Regions from separate parts of the Anas platyrhynchos genome. Here region 1 is linked to region 2. Evidence: chromatin contacts called from public Hi-C data. All regions are on one chromosome and are shown on one strand. Each heading gives the region's core, a stretch centred on a gene start, on an enhancer-like site or on the middle of the called end of the contact. The rest is flanking DNA. Distances are from core to core; before and after follow the strand shown. Region 1 has its middle 65 kb from the start of COL1A2. Region 2 holds the start of LOC140001606 (endogenous retrovirus group K member 5 Gag polyprotein-like).

Region 1 (5,962 bases), core at 1,281-3,780, 110 kb after region 2:
ATGGAGACATGATTCAGGGAAGGAAGGTACAGAAAGACAGCTTGTTAGCAAAAGAGAAGAGTGAGCTGATGGAAGGTATGAGAAGTGAGCAGAGAAGACAAGTCTTCTGCTGCAGAGGGGCTGAGGTAGTGTGAGAGAAAACAATATGGGGAAAATGACACGGGACAGAGGGAGTAACAGGCTACAGTCACAGGACTGCAACAAGAAATAATATCATATACAATTTGAGCAAAACTGCAGTCTGAGGAAGATCTCCCAGATATGGGTTATTCGTTGTCACTGTGCATTTTGTGAAGACATCACACAAGGAAGGCAGGACACAGCCTATATTCTCCAGTTTTCTGGCATGCAAAGGCATAATTCAAACCAAAGCGATCTCTCCTTCCCACAGGACCTTCCTTTGTTCTGATCGTGTTTGTTAGGAAATCTCAGGTACCCATCCTGTTGCAGGCACCTTTCGGTGAGGTGTATGGCATAGGCATCCCAGTTGGGATCACTGTCCTGACTGCCAGTGAGGGATGTTGTGGAGAAACAGTGCAGCTCTTTCCAGGTGATGCTCTCCTCTGTCCCTGGCACTTCCCAAAATTATCCACGTTGGCCACCGCTAGCATCCAAGGAAATCCAAGATTTTGGAGCCAGCTCTCATGGCGGGTGCCCAGTCCTCCTCCCTTCCAGACAGAGGAAGACCAGCGTGTCCATGGAGTGGGGAGCTGGCCCAGTTGCAGGCAGGGAGGCAGGACAGAAGGGGAGGGACAGGCTGCAGGAGAGGCTGACTGCACCATTCACCCAGCTCTGAGGTCTTGGTGCTCACAGCTCATGGGAAGAAAAGTGTTTCGCTTCACTCCCTGACTCCCCTCACTCACACACAAGATAAGGGTGGACTTGCATTTATAGCAAATTTTCTTTTACTGATAAGATCAGATGCATATTTGTATAATTTACAGCTTCTTTTACAGCTTCTTTTACTTTCCAAGCAGCAAGGCAGCAGACTTTTCCACTGCTTTCCAGGCTCCTCCTGCTTGACATTTTTCCTTTAATTTTCGTGGTGACCCATTTAGCTTTGATGGGACCCACTTTGGCGTATCCACAAAACTTCAGCAAGGGTTGAATTAGGATACCTAGTCCTCATTAACCATTTAAAGTCATTGGAAGTGGCTGCAAACTTACAATGCATCAGATTTAGAGCATGGCTTTCAAAGCAGAAGGTATCTAATTATTATAAGGACTATCACTTTAAAAAATAGCAATCTTTTCTAACTTCTCACATAGTGAAAAAGTGGTGATATCAGCAAAAAATGTTCTAAATCTTGAGCGGACCTCCACAAATTAATCTGTCTTGAAAATATGTCCCAAAGACTATTTGCATAATAAATTAGGTTTAATTGATTGTTTCATGAATACCATACTTTTAATTAAAAAAAAAAAAAAAAAAGAAAGATGAGAGGCAGCGACTTTCTTTTATAAATGTTAGGTTTGTGGGTTTGTGCAGCACAACCTCAAACTTATTTAGGGTGGAAAAAAAAAAAGCATACCATTATTTTCAAAACCTCTCTGCTTTATTTTTAACTCTCTTTTTCATCTAGTCTTTTTCAGTATAGCAACCGCTCTGTATTACAGGGTGTATCCAAACTCAGAGAAAAACTTCTGGCCAATTGTTTTTGAGGAACTTTCCAAAGGACTGCGTTGCTCTGTCTGGGAGACTGAGAGTGCCACGTCGCTCCCTCATTTTAAAGGCTGAGAAAGCCATCATGGTTACTTTTGCAGTTCTTGATGTGGTTCTGGGTGGTAACTTCAGATCGCCAACATTGTTTTTTTCCCCCTGGCTGCAAGGACATACCATAATTGTACTTGGCCGCGTCAGCTCTGACTGCTCTGAAGTGCAAAACTGGATCACAGGGACCATCTAGTGTCCTCAGCCTGCATGCTCCACAGCAGCAACGCCTTTCGGCAGACTGAGAAAGTCAGACAATGCTCTCCAGCCTGCTGGGTTAAGTGTCTCTACTTCTCTACTTCTGTTTCTTTTTTTTTTTTCTTTTTTATTTTTTTTTTCTTTGGGGTTTAAAAAACGTTCCGGAGGAATAAATCAAATATTGTTGAACACTCTTTGGGTCAGCTGAAACAGTTTTCAACAATTACAACTGATAAAATGAAACAGGTATTTTTGAGTGGTCTTTTTCAACGTCCTGCTGTGAAGAAAATGAAAGATATGCTTTTCAGCATATTCACAAAGATTTGCATATTCACTGCTTTTCACCTAATATTTTTTAAAGCAAGTCAGAAACAATGCAGAGTGTGTCAAGAATAAAAGAATTAGAGTGCAAAAGGTCTGAAGTTTCCATTGCTGATTAATGTAATCCTCATGCCCCTCAGAGACCATCCGGTGGCCACCGTGCCCATGCTCCTCTCCACACCCGGGTGGGAGAGCACTCAAGGAACGGAAAATGAGGGTGGGAAATGAGCTGTGAGGCAGGGTTGAGGAAGTCAAGGCTTGCTTGCCACATAGCTCATCCCCACCCACACATCTGTAATGGGAATGCTTGGCGGGGGGACAGGCTTACGCTGCTGCCCTTCCCCTCCACCACAGGGCACCGCCTTTCTCCTCCTGCTCTCTTCTTTGAGGTCAGAAATCTGGCCCCTCAGAGAGTCAGACTTCTGCAGAGAGAAGCAGGTTTGGGGAGAATAGGTTTTCTAGGAATACAGTCAGCTTTTATGGTTTGATCCCAGGCAGAAGGGCAGCAGGCTCCCTTGCCGTGTTTGGACACTCCCGATTGCATCCACATTTTAAAACCTCAGCGGGACAAAAGGTTTCAGTGCTAACTGTGCTAACTTGTCAGAATCCCTGAGCTATTTCATCTCACCTTGAAAGAAAAATAAAAGAGGCAGAGGGCCTCTTTCCTTAAGGAAAACTGCGACTTGACTGTATCTTAGTTTGCAGATAAGAAATTCCTCAAAAGAACATCTAGAGGCAATAGAGGCAGGGAGGGAGGGGAAAAGGAAGACACTCCTTTCAGATCATACTCCCTGCAAGTATGATTGATGGGAATTCTGCTGCACAGCATTTCATCTGGATGTTTTTTTTTTTTTTTTTTCTTTTTTTTTTTTTCTCTGAAATAAGAAGCTTTAGCATGATCACAGCAGTTTATGAAATACTTTAGATTTCACCAAATGGTTCAGCCTGGTAAAAAAAAATAAAGGAAGAAAAAGCTGACTAAATATCTTTAAAAGTAGAAAGAAAATCATTTATTAAATCCAAGTGAAATGCATTTCAAACTTTGCATCATAATTTCCTCATTTTAAAGGGATTTAAAAAAATGTCCAAAACATAAATAAAAAAATTTGTTTCATATCAGTCTAAACATTTGTCTAAATCACGAGGAGTTATATGCAGTACTTTTCACCTGCACTTGCACACCAGATTGCAAGACCTCTTCATGTGTTGATTCATTGCTAGAATGAATGTCTGGACATGTCCAACTGACCCACAGATGATGGGAATGACTAAGGCTGGAAGAAATCTGTGATTTACTTCGAAAGTGTCTCTTATCCATGGACCAGGACAGCAAGGCATAACTTTGATCCTGTAGAGGATGGAACAAACATTGCAAGGAACAGTTTTAAGCAATATTTATCCAAAGGGTTAAAATCTGGCAGCAATATTCAGAACCACTTCTTTTCTTTAGCTTTGTGAAATTGAACTTTTCTGAACCCTCACCGTGCCAGGACATGCTCCTGAACTGGAAAACTTGCTCTGATTAATTAAAATCAAGAGACAGCTTTCATTCCAAGATAAAATGCTTGTTTTACATAATCAGCTTTCTAACAGGATACTATACTGTAGTAAACTTAAAAATAGACATGATATGATATAGTCTTACTGTAGATACTACCAATGTCTCCACCATATGTATTTAACAAGCAATAAATTATGTTCTTTAATTGTAGTGCAAAAATGGGTGCAAAAGTGTCACCTTGTTAGTGACATGTGGGCTGAGGGAAAAACTTGAGAGTTCTTTTAGTTAAGGGGTGGGAAAATTTGCATTTTTTTTCAAGGTACGCTATAGGAAAAAAAAAAAAAGAAAAGTAGGGAAAAATAAAAGCACTCTAGTAAAATATTTTGCCTTGGAATAAGCACTGAATTTATTCAGAGAGTAATATTCAATACATCAGAATTATTTATCTGATGAAGTATTTTCAACAAAGTGGCTTTCTTCTTAATATTACTTTATTTTCTGACATGGTTTCAAGTTTTGCTGTTGTTGACAATGATAGGTCAAGTGCTGTTGGTCTTAGTCTGCTGTGCCTCAGCCACATTATATAATATATATAATATATATGAGTGTGTTCTGTTCATTTAACATTATGCCCTGCCCATCCACTTCCAGCACTAGAATACCTCTGGCCCTATGTTGTCCATCAGGTAAGAAACAAACTAGTCCTTGATACATCCAGGGTTAGCTAGAATACATTGACCAGCCCTTCTGGTGTAACTGCCTCTATGAGGGCATTAATGCTGGCCTCCCTTCTCTCTCCAGATTCTTTCCTGGTGTTTTGAGGAACCATCTGTCTGAGATGTCTGCTGCTCTGTCAGATCTGGCTAAGGTTAGTTATCAGTTATAACTTATTGGTGGTGGAGGGAGAGGTACAATCTAAAAAGAAAAGGAATTGCACAAGGTCATGGTTCAATGAAAATAGGGTTACTATATGATGTGGGTTATGGATGAGGGTAAGCACACTGCAGACATTGAGGTGCTCAGGGACCTTGTCTTGGTGTATATATCCCACAATCACTTTTGTCTGGTGTAAATCAGCGCTTTGCACAACAGGGAGATCTTTCTTCACCTTCTGCTCTCTGCCAGCACTAGCACACATGTGGCTTGTGTGAACTAGACCACATTGCTGAGCAAGCTGAAAACCAGCTAGTGGTCTGCTGGGTTGGCTGCCCAAGCCTCTCTAATTAGCCTGTTTATTGTAAAAGAGCCATTTGCCCTTTAGCTGCCTTGCTGTGCCAGATTAAATATCTCTGATTCTTTAGTAATGGCATGAGGAGCAGCTCTGGGCACTGGCTGACCTCATTCAGAGGCCTCATTTACATCAAAATATTTTAACACTCTTAGAAAAATCTCTGAAGCCTGGGTGCAAGAGGAGGCAGAAATGTGTGTGAAGAGTTGGGAAGCTCTGCTAGGAGGATGGTTACAGCTCCCTCTGCCTACGTATAGTTTTGCTGCAATCCTTTTCTCTTGGGCAGTGATGTGTCCCTGAAGGCAATTACCGCAGCCCCTGATGATGGTCACCATGGATGAGATGAGGGCCTTTGATTAACAGGATAATAAATACAGGGAAATCTGCCCTCCAGAACTGCTGGCCCTGTACTTTCCAAATCTGCAAACTCACAAAGGCCAGACTTGAAGCATCTGGACTAGCAGACACTTAGTAGAAGAGCTCTGAATCGGTGTCTATTTTTCCTCTGAATGTCATCAGTTTTTAATGAAACCGAAGTCCTAACTGCTGTGCTTTAAAATATACCTCTTTCCTGCTAGCATAGCTGCCATGTGGATGTATGTACTTTAAGCTGGCTTTTTAAAAATAAATGCAATGTTTTGTAGCTGTGACTGCTTGTGGCTTAATGTATCTTCAAAGGCAAAGAGTTTGTCTCTCCTCAAGGAGAAGAGACTGTCACACACATATAATGGCCTATATTAATGTTTGTTTTTCTGCTTTTTATCAGAAATGTGGTAGTTTTCTCCTTGCTTTTCATCATGTAAAATTATGATAATTGAGAATGCAGCACATGGTTTTCCTTTGTATGAGGAATATTAACAAAAATAAAGTTCAAAGCGTCAGTCTCACAGGTAATACACCAGTGAAAATGATAGGGAATTAAATAGGCAACCTCATTATGAGAGAAATCATAGGTATAATGCTATCTCCAGGCGTGAATAATATAGTACAAATCACTGGAGTT
Region 2 (6,092 bases), core at 1,286-3,785:
TCCAACATTTCTTCTACAGTTGCGGTTCTCGGTAGCGTGGCTAGGATATTTTGGGTTTTTGCGTTCGCGTTGTCGAAAGCAAGCATTTTAAACATGATCTTTCTTGACTCCGATGTTAAGTCCGGATGATCTATGATTGCTGCCCACAACCGATCGATAAATTTTGCATAAGGTTCGCCTTGGGCCTGTTGAACTGATGCAAAGGGAGGTGATTTCTTTTCTTCTGGAAGGGCAAGAAGAGCCTGTAGTGCGAGCTGTGCAGCTGTTTGGTGAAAAATCGCAGGGAACTGCAGCTGAACTTGGGGATTGAAGTATGGACCTGTCCCCGTTAACATTTCAGCAGTAATGCCGTACAGAGGGTCCCCTGGTTGACGCAGTCGACTCACTTCTGCCTGTGCCAACCGTAGCCATTCCCTTTCAAAGAGCAACAGTTGGGAAGGAGTTAACAACAAACGTGCCAAGTTTTGACAGTCAAGTGGACACATTAAGTCTGACTGGAAAATCCATTGAACTATCTGTTGTGCCGCCTGGGACTGTAAGCCGTAGTCCATAACTATTTTTCTAGCTTGTCGTAAAATCTTCCAATCATGCGGTTGCCACGACCCGGTGCCTTGCACAGGGACCATAACATCTGGGCATGCCAAAGATGCAGCACGCCACTCTCCCTCTATAATGGCATCACGTATGACTCCAGACCACCTATTTGGTATCGGTGCTGGTGGAGTTGGGGCGGTGGATAATGAGGGAGAAGCATCTTGGGTGGATTTATTGGTTCCTGGCAGCGGCATGGATGCTGGGGGCACCGTGTCAAGATTTTCTGGAGTGGGAGGTGAAGAGGGCAATTCGCAGGCCACATCTGCACCGTGCTCGGATAGTCCCTTAATTATGGCTGCCGCTGATTCCTTTATTGAAGAGGTCATACCCCGAACCGGCATGGGTGCAGGAACCGATGGAAACAATAGTGACAGGCATGGTCCTGAGTTGTCAGATTTTGTAGTTGACGTTTTGTCGGCCCCGGATGGTAGTGACAAAGCTTGCGTCGTCGCCGTTACCACCTGGCATTCGGCCTTCAGACCGCACAGCGCATCCATCACTGCTCGCCAGGTCATACATAGATCTTTATTGAACTTTCCACTCGTGGTGGTTGTGTGCCATAACCGATCTCCTACCAGCTTCCACTCATCTGGGCTAAAGCTTAGAGGGCTTTCCTTTAGAAAACCCTCCTTCTGGGCCCATTGCACCAGGGATTTGATCTTTTTCGCGCTGCAAGATACGCCTCTCGCAGCCAGAATGCCAGAGAGGAGCTGCACAGCCGCCTCCGCCTCCATGGTCGCGTCAGACCGGCTGCGGGGTCGCGACCCCCGCCCTGCTGCTGGGACAGCTCGCCACACGGTGGCGGCCGCCTCACGCTGTCCCCTGCCGCCTCTGGTGTCCCGCAGCAACTCGATCCGGGATGCCCCGCGTCCCACCGCCACTCCTTTCTCCCCGCCTGTGACCGCGATTTTACCCCCCGGGTCCCGCCCGCGACTTCTCTGTTCCCGCAATTTGTCTCACCACAATTCCTTTGTCCGGGTCGGTGCTTGGAGTTTCTCAGTGTCCCTCAGGCTTTTTGTCAGGGCTCTCCGTGGCTCTCAGGGCTGTCCGTGTCTCTGAAGCGTCTCTCAGGGCTCTCCGTGCCTCTGAAGTCTCTCCGTGTGTCTCAGGTCTCTCAGCGTCTGTCGGGTCTCTCAGCGTCTCTCAGGTCTCAGCTTCTCTCAGCGTCTCTCAGGGCTCTCCGTGTCTCCGAAGTCTCTCTGTTTCTCTCAGCATCGGTCAGATCTCTCAGCGTCTCTCAGGTCTCTCAGCCTGTTCGGGTCTCAGCCTGTTCGGGTGCCATATGTTGCAGGAAGAATGGCCGAGAGCACGACAGACACTAGTATGGTCAGATCATGCTCCATTTTATTGCCCGAATAGCCTAACTTTTATAGAGAACTTAACAGGGGCGGACAGTGTCTAACACAAGATTATTGGTCAAAAGCACTCAAACAACTACAAGAAAACAACCCCACCTGCAAGAAAGCAACCCCCTTGTGATTAGCAGTCACGTAGACCTTGTCCTTGAAGCCAGCTGCTGGTAACAATATTTTTCTAAATTCCTCAATTGGGTGATGTGGGAACACTGTCATGGGAACTTCTCATAGTTGCCCTGGTAGCTTGGTTTGCTCAGCTGCAGCAAGCTGTGGGATCTTTGCTGTTTCAAAAATCCCTCAACAGAACAAGAAGGCAAAGATTTTCTTTTAGAAAAGAAGACAAGAAGCACAGTAAATGTTACTGCTTGCAGTAATGCCTGAGACACCAGGGTAGCCAAGGAAAATAAATACTGTGGTCCCTGAAAATGGACAGAGGCAAACTTCAATGTTATAAAAGAGGTTTGGTTAAAGAAAATCAAGGACAATCTAAGTATTAATGATAAATGAAGCAACATCTACTGCCTTTGAGAATTTGGAAAAAAGTTCAGACCCCAGAGCTGGCCAAGAGGTTTCACTCATGTATAACTGCCACCACTTTTGTGCAGTTCAGTGTTTCAGAACGTTGCCTAAACAGAAACCAGAATATGACCTATACCTATGGTGCTTGACAAATACTTGACCAGGTTATTAAATATTGCTGGAGAGAGGCAGCACAGCATTCCTTTGGCTGGCCGTGGAGAACATCTCAGGTCCACAGAGCAACTTTTAAGCTGTCCTCATGCAACAGTCTGCCCTCCGTGCTTGTTATCTGGCAGTATTTCAGGCAGCGGAGCTGGGTGACTGTCAAACTGTTATGTATTTCATGAATGAGCTATGGAATTTATAATTTATAAGCAAACGTACAGATGAGAAGGTCTGACTACTTTATGGGACAAAAGCTGAAATGGAAAACTCCAAGCTTTGCTGTAGATTAAAAATTATAATTGACTGTTATGAACACCAATGAAAAAATACACTTCTTGGAAATTATTCTGTATCTTGTCAGGTCTGCTTTTTCTGAAAAATTAATGTGTAGTCACTTGATATTGTGATTTTCTCCCATTTAGAAATGGAAGAAATCAGTTTTAAAAAGCTATATCTAGAAACGCATTTCCCCTGAACATGATGTAACTCTGGATCTCTAGAGTTATGGCTACTTTCCCCTGTTTCTTTAAATGAGTGAAATTTGATGGAACTGGACGTGTTTGCCTGAGGTTGGGTAAGAATATATACACAACATCAACTGATTTTGGTAGTGAAAGATCAGGCCTTTGGAGCAGGGCTCTTTTCCCACTACTAATAGTGAGAACCTGCCAGCCAGTCTTATTTCTCCACTAAGAATGATATTATTTCTTTTGCAATTTAATTTCTCATTAGACTTTGCAGTGTGCTTTTGAGTAGCTTTTGCATTTAAACATGAAATGACCGAGATATAAGAAATAATCTACTACAAGGAAATATTGTATTGTGAAGGTAGTTTCAGCAGCTTGAAATAGTCCATAGTTTAGTCTATAGTTTACTAGGACTTACTTCTTGATCTTGGAGTCAGTGTTTTTAGGAAGGTAATTTTATTTTAGGATGATTTTTTTAAAAATATTAGGATTATAATTCTAACACTGGAAAACATATCTCTATATTAACCTTGGGCTCATTAAAACTCTAGTTTTCTCAAGTGTCAGCAATGGACTAGAATATTTCCATGAGTCATTATTTAAAGATGGAATTACCTTGAAATAATGTAATTTAAGCAAAATACCACAGAGTAGCCCTTAGGGTTCACACTATTCCGCCATATCTGTTTGTCTATATGGTGCTTTGTTGGGTTGCTGTGAGCTCCCACAAGTCTAAGAGGTTTTGTGACATTAAAATGGAAGCATACACTCTAAATATCAGCACAGGCTCCTATGCACCCCAGGCTTAGCAAAGATTTATTTCATTTAGGAGTTAACAGGCAGCCGAGTAGTTATGCCATTCCCGTAAGATGTGTGTGAAAGCCTAGTGAGTTGGACTCCATCAGGCAGCTGTAATTGTCTGCTTCCAGCTTTGAATGTCCTGGGCAGGACACACTTTAAAAATTGCTCTAATGAGAGGCAGATGGATCTAATTCTTTCTTTCAATGTCCTTGTTTATGCTTTAAAACCACTTGTATTGAGATGCTTCACTAACAGAATCTTCCTTTCCCTAAGGCCTAGGAACAGAACAAATTCTTACGCGTTGAATCCACTCTTTCCCATTTCCATTTTATAATTGTCAGACCTTTCTCACAGAGAAAACTGATAAGGCTCTCTCTCCTCTGCCCATCTGTGTATTTTCATGCTATGTGCAAGAATTTAATCTTTCTGAGATGTCTTCCTTTCTCTAACGTTGGAAGAGAACGCTCGCTGAGGCGATCGGCTCCGGGGCAGACACGTTCTGCAGTGGAGCGGGGCATCGGACAGGCAGGGCTAATTTTTCCCTCACGGAGCCCACTTGAGGGAGCCACCAGGGAGGTGAACAAGGCGAGAAGGAGGTGTAGGCAGATCCAGCAGTGCCCCCTCCCCAGCCGTTCAAAAGCTGCCCCTAGGGAGTGTGGTGACCAGGACGGGCAAACAGGGCATGGCGCGTGAGAAGGGAGTGGTGTGAGCAGGTGGATGACCTGTTCCGCCTCGTGGCAGAACTCAAGGAGGAGGTTGAGAGGTTGAGGGATATCAGGGAGTGTTTTCAAAGCAGAAGGCAAAAAGTTTAGAATACTGTCAGCTTGAAGGCAGACATTTAGCTGGTGGAGAGGTGTACCCATAGCTAAGAAAAAATGCTGGCCTTGACCTAGGTGCAAAAGAGCAGCTAATAAAACCGGCGGAGGTCTTTGGTCTGGTCTGTTGCCTTTGACAGTGTGCTTCCACTCTACAAGCAAGGCACAAGATTTAAAAACACCTCCTGTTTTTCACAAGTTTGCTTTATGTCCTCAAAGTTGCAGAGGAGTGCAAAACAGCTTCAAAATGGAGAGGAAAACTCCCCTCTCTCCAACTGATTTTCTCCTTTGAAAACACAAGGTACACTCAAAGACCAGGGCCCTGACCATGGGAGTTGGGTAAGCACCTAGCAACTTGCCAGGAAGATGGAAAAGAAGAAAGAGCTGCCTATGAGGTTTCATCTTGGATTTTGTTCCTTTCCCTTCCCCGTGTCCTTATGAACCTCATAGATGTATTGGGGGTCTGGACAAACAGAAGGAGCCCAGTTCTGCAATTCCTCTGTAAGTCCTCTTAAATTCTCTTTGCTCTTACCTGTTCCAGATCATTACTGAACAGACTTCATGCCTGAAATGGCAGAGTCTGCTTAAACAGCAGTATCATTGCACAGAGATGGGTGCAGGAAACCGACAGGTAAGTTACAGAAAATATCTTCACAAGCATTTAATTCATCAGGAAACTATCAATTGGATGAATTTGCTTCTCCTATTTTGGATTCATAGAAATCAGCAACTAAAAGACAAAATTATTCTCATCTGGATTCCTTTCTACCCTGAGTGAGACTGCACTTTGCTGCTGGGAGCTTTCCTGGTGTGGATGGACATATTTCTGATAACGCAGTTGATTTTCAGAAAGAGTTGTGGCACTGATATTTTGCAGAAATAGCCCTTGGGATGTTCTTGGTGACGCAGGGCTCAGGAGATTTCAAGAGTAACCACGGCAGTGAAAGATCCCTCACTGAATTCAAGTACCAACAAGAATGCCCTTTAGAGGTCGGTGATTACCGTCTAAGCCAATAGGTGGTGCACTGCCCTTGTGGAAATGGTGAAGGATCACTTGCTGGTGTTTACTAAGGGTCTTAAAATTGGCATTTAGGAAAACGTGTTTCATTTCACACAAAAAAACGATTTCTGTAGTAAGAGAAAACAAAATATATATGTGTTTCTAAATGGTGTTGACAATGAAATAATTATTATATTAAATTCTATGTATTTCAATTGCTTGTTTTCAAAAGGGCATTCATCTGTCGCATTTATTTGGAAGCTTTTCTTTGGGTTAATGAGAGCCATTGCCTCCTGCTCAGGATATACTTCAACCTGGAACCATGTTTAGGGAATTTTGCTCATGCAATACCTGCATTCAACCACCTATTTTCCAG

What was found. Hi-C and Micro-C count contacts between places; a contact is called where the count stands out from the background.
Region 1: a contact with region 2 is called in a Hi-C map of subcutaneous adipose tissue, with 4 times the contacts expected there. The contact joins the enhancer-like site here to the promoter of LOC140001606 in region 2. A contact is called at or near these places in 4 of 8 Hi-C or Micro-C datasets (F1 follicle, skeletal muscle and subcutaneous adipose tissue).

Annotation. Positions count from the first base shown.
Region 1 is chr2:134,303,276-134,309,237 of IASCAAS_PekinDuck_T2T, forward strand. No RefSeq gene overlaps it. Among named protein-coding and RNA genes, the nearest start is that of COL1A2, 65 kb to the left of the region's middle. Within about 2 kb of position 2,531, at least 5 of the 8 cell types and tissues checked have an H3K27ac peak or open chromatin away from gene starts, as enhancers often do. A contact at or near this core is called in subcutaneous adipose tissue, where this site is marked.
Region 2 is chr2:134,194,643-134,200,734 of IASCAAS_PekinDuck_T2T, forward strand. It overlaps LOC140001606 (endogenous retrovirus group K member 5 Gag polyprotein-like), which reads right to left and starts at 2,536. Exons shown (of 2, transcript XM_072033629.1): 1 at 1,555-2,536; 2 at 1-1,093. The coding sequence starts at 1,091.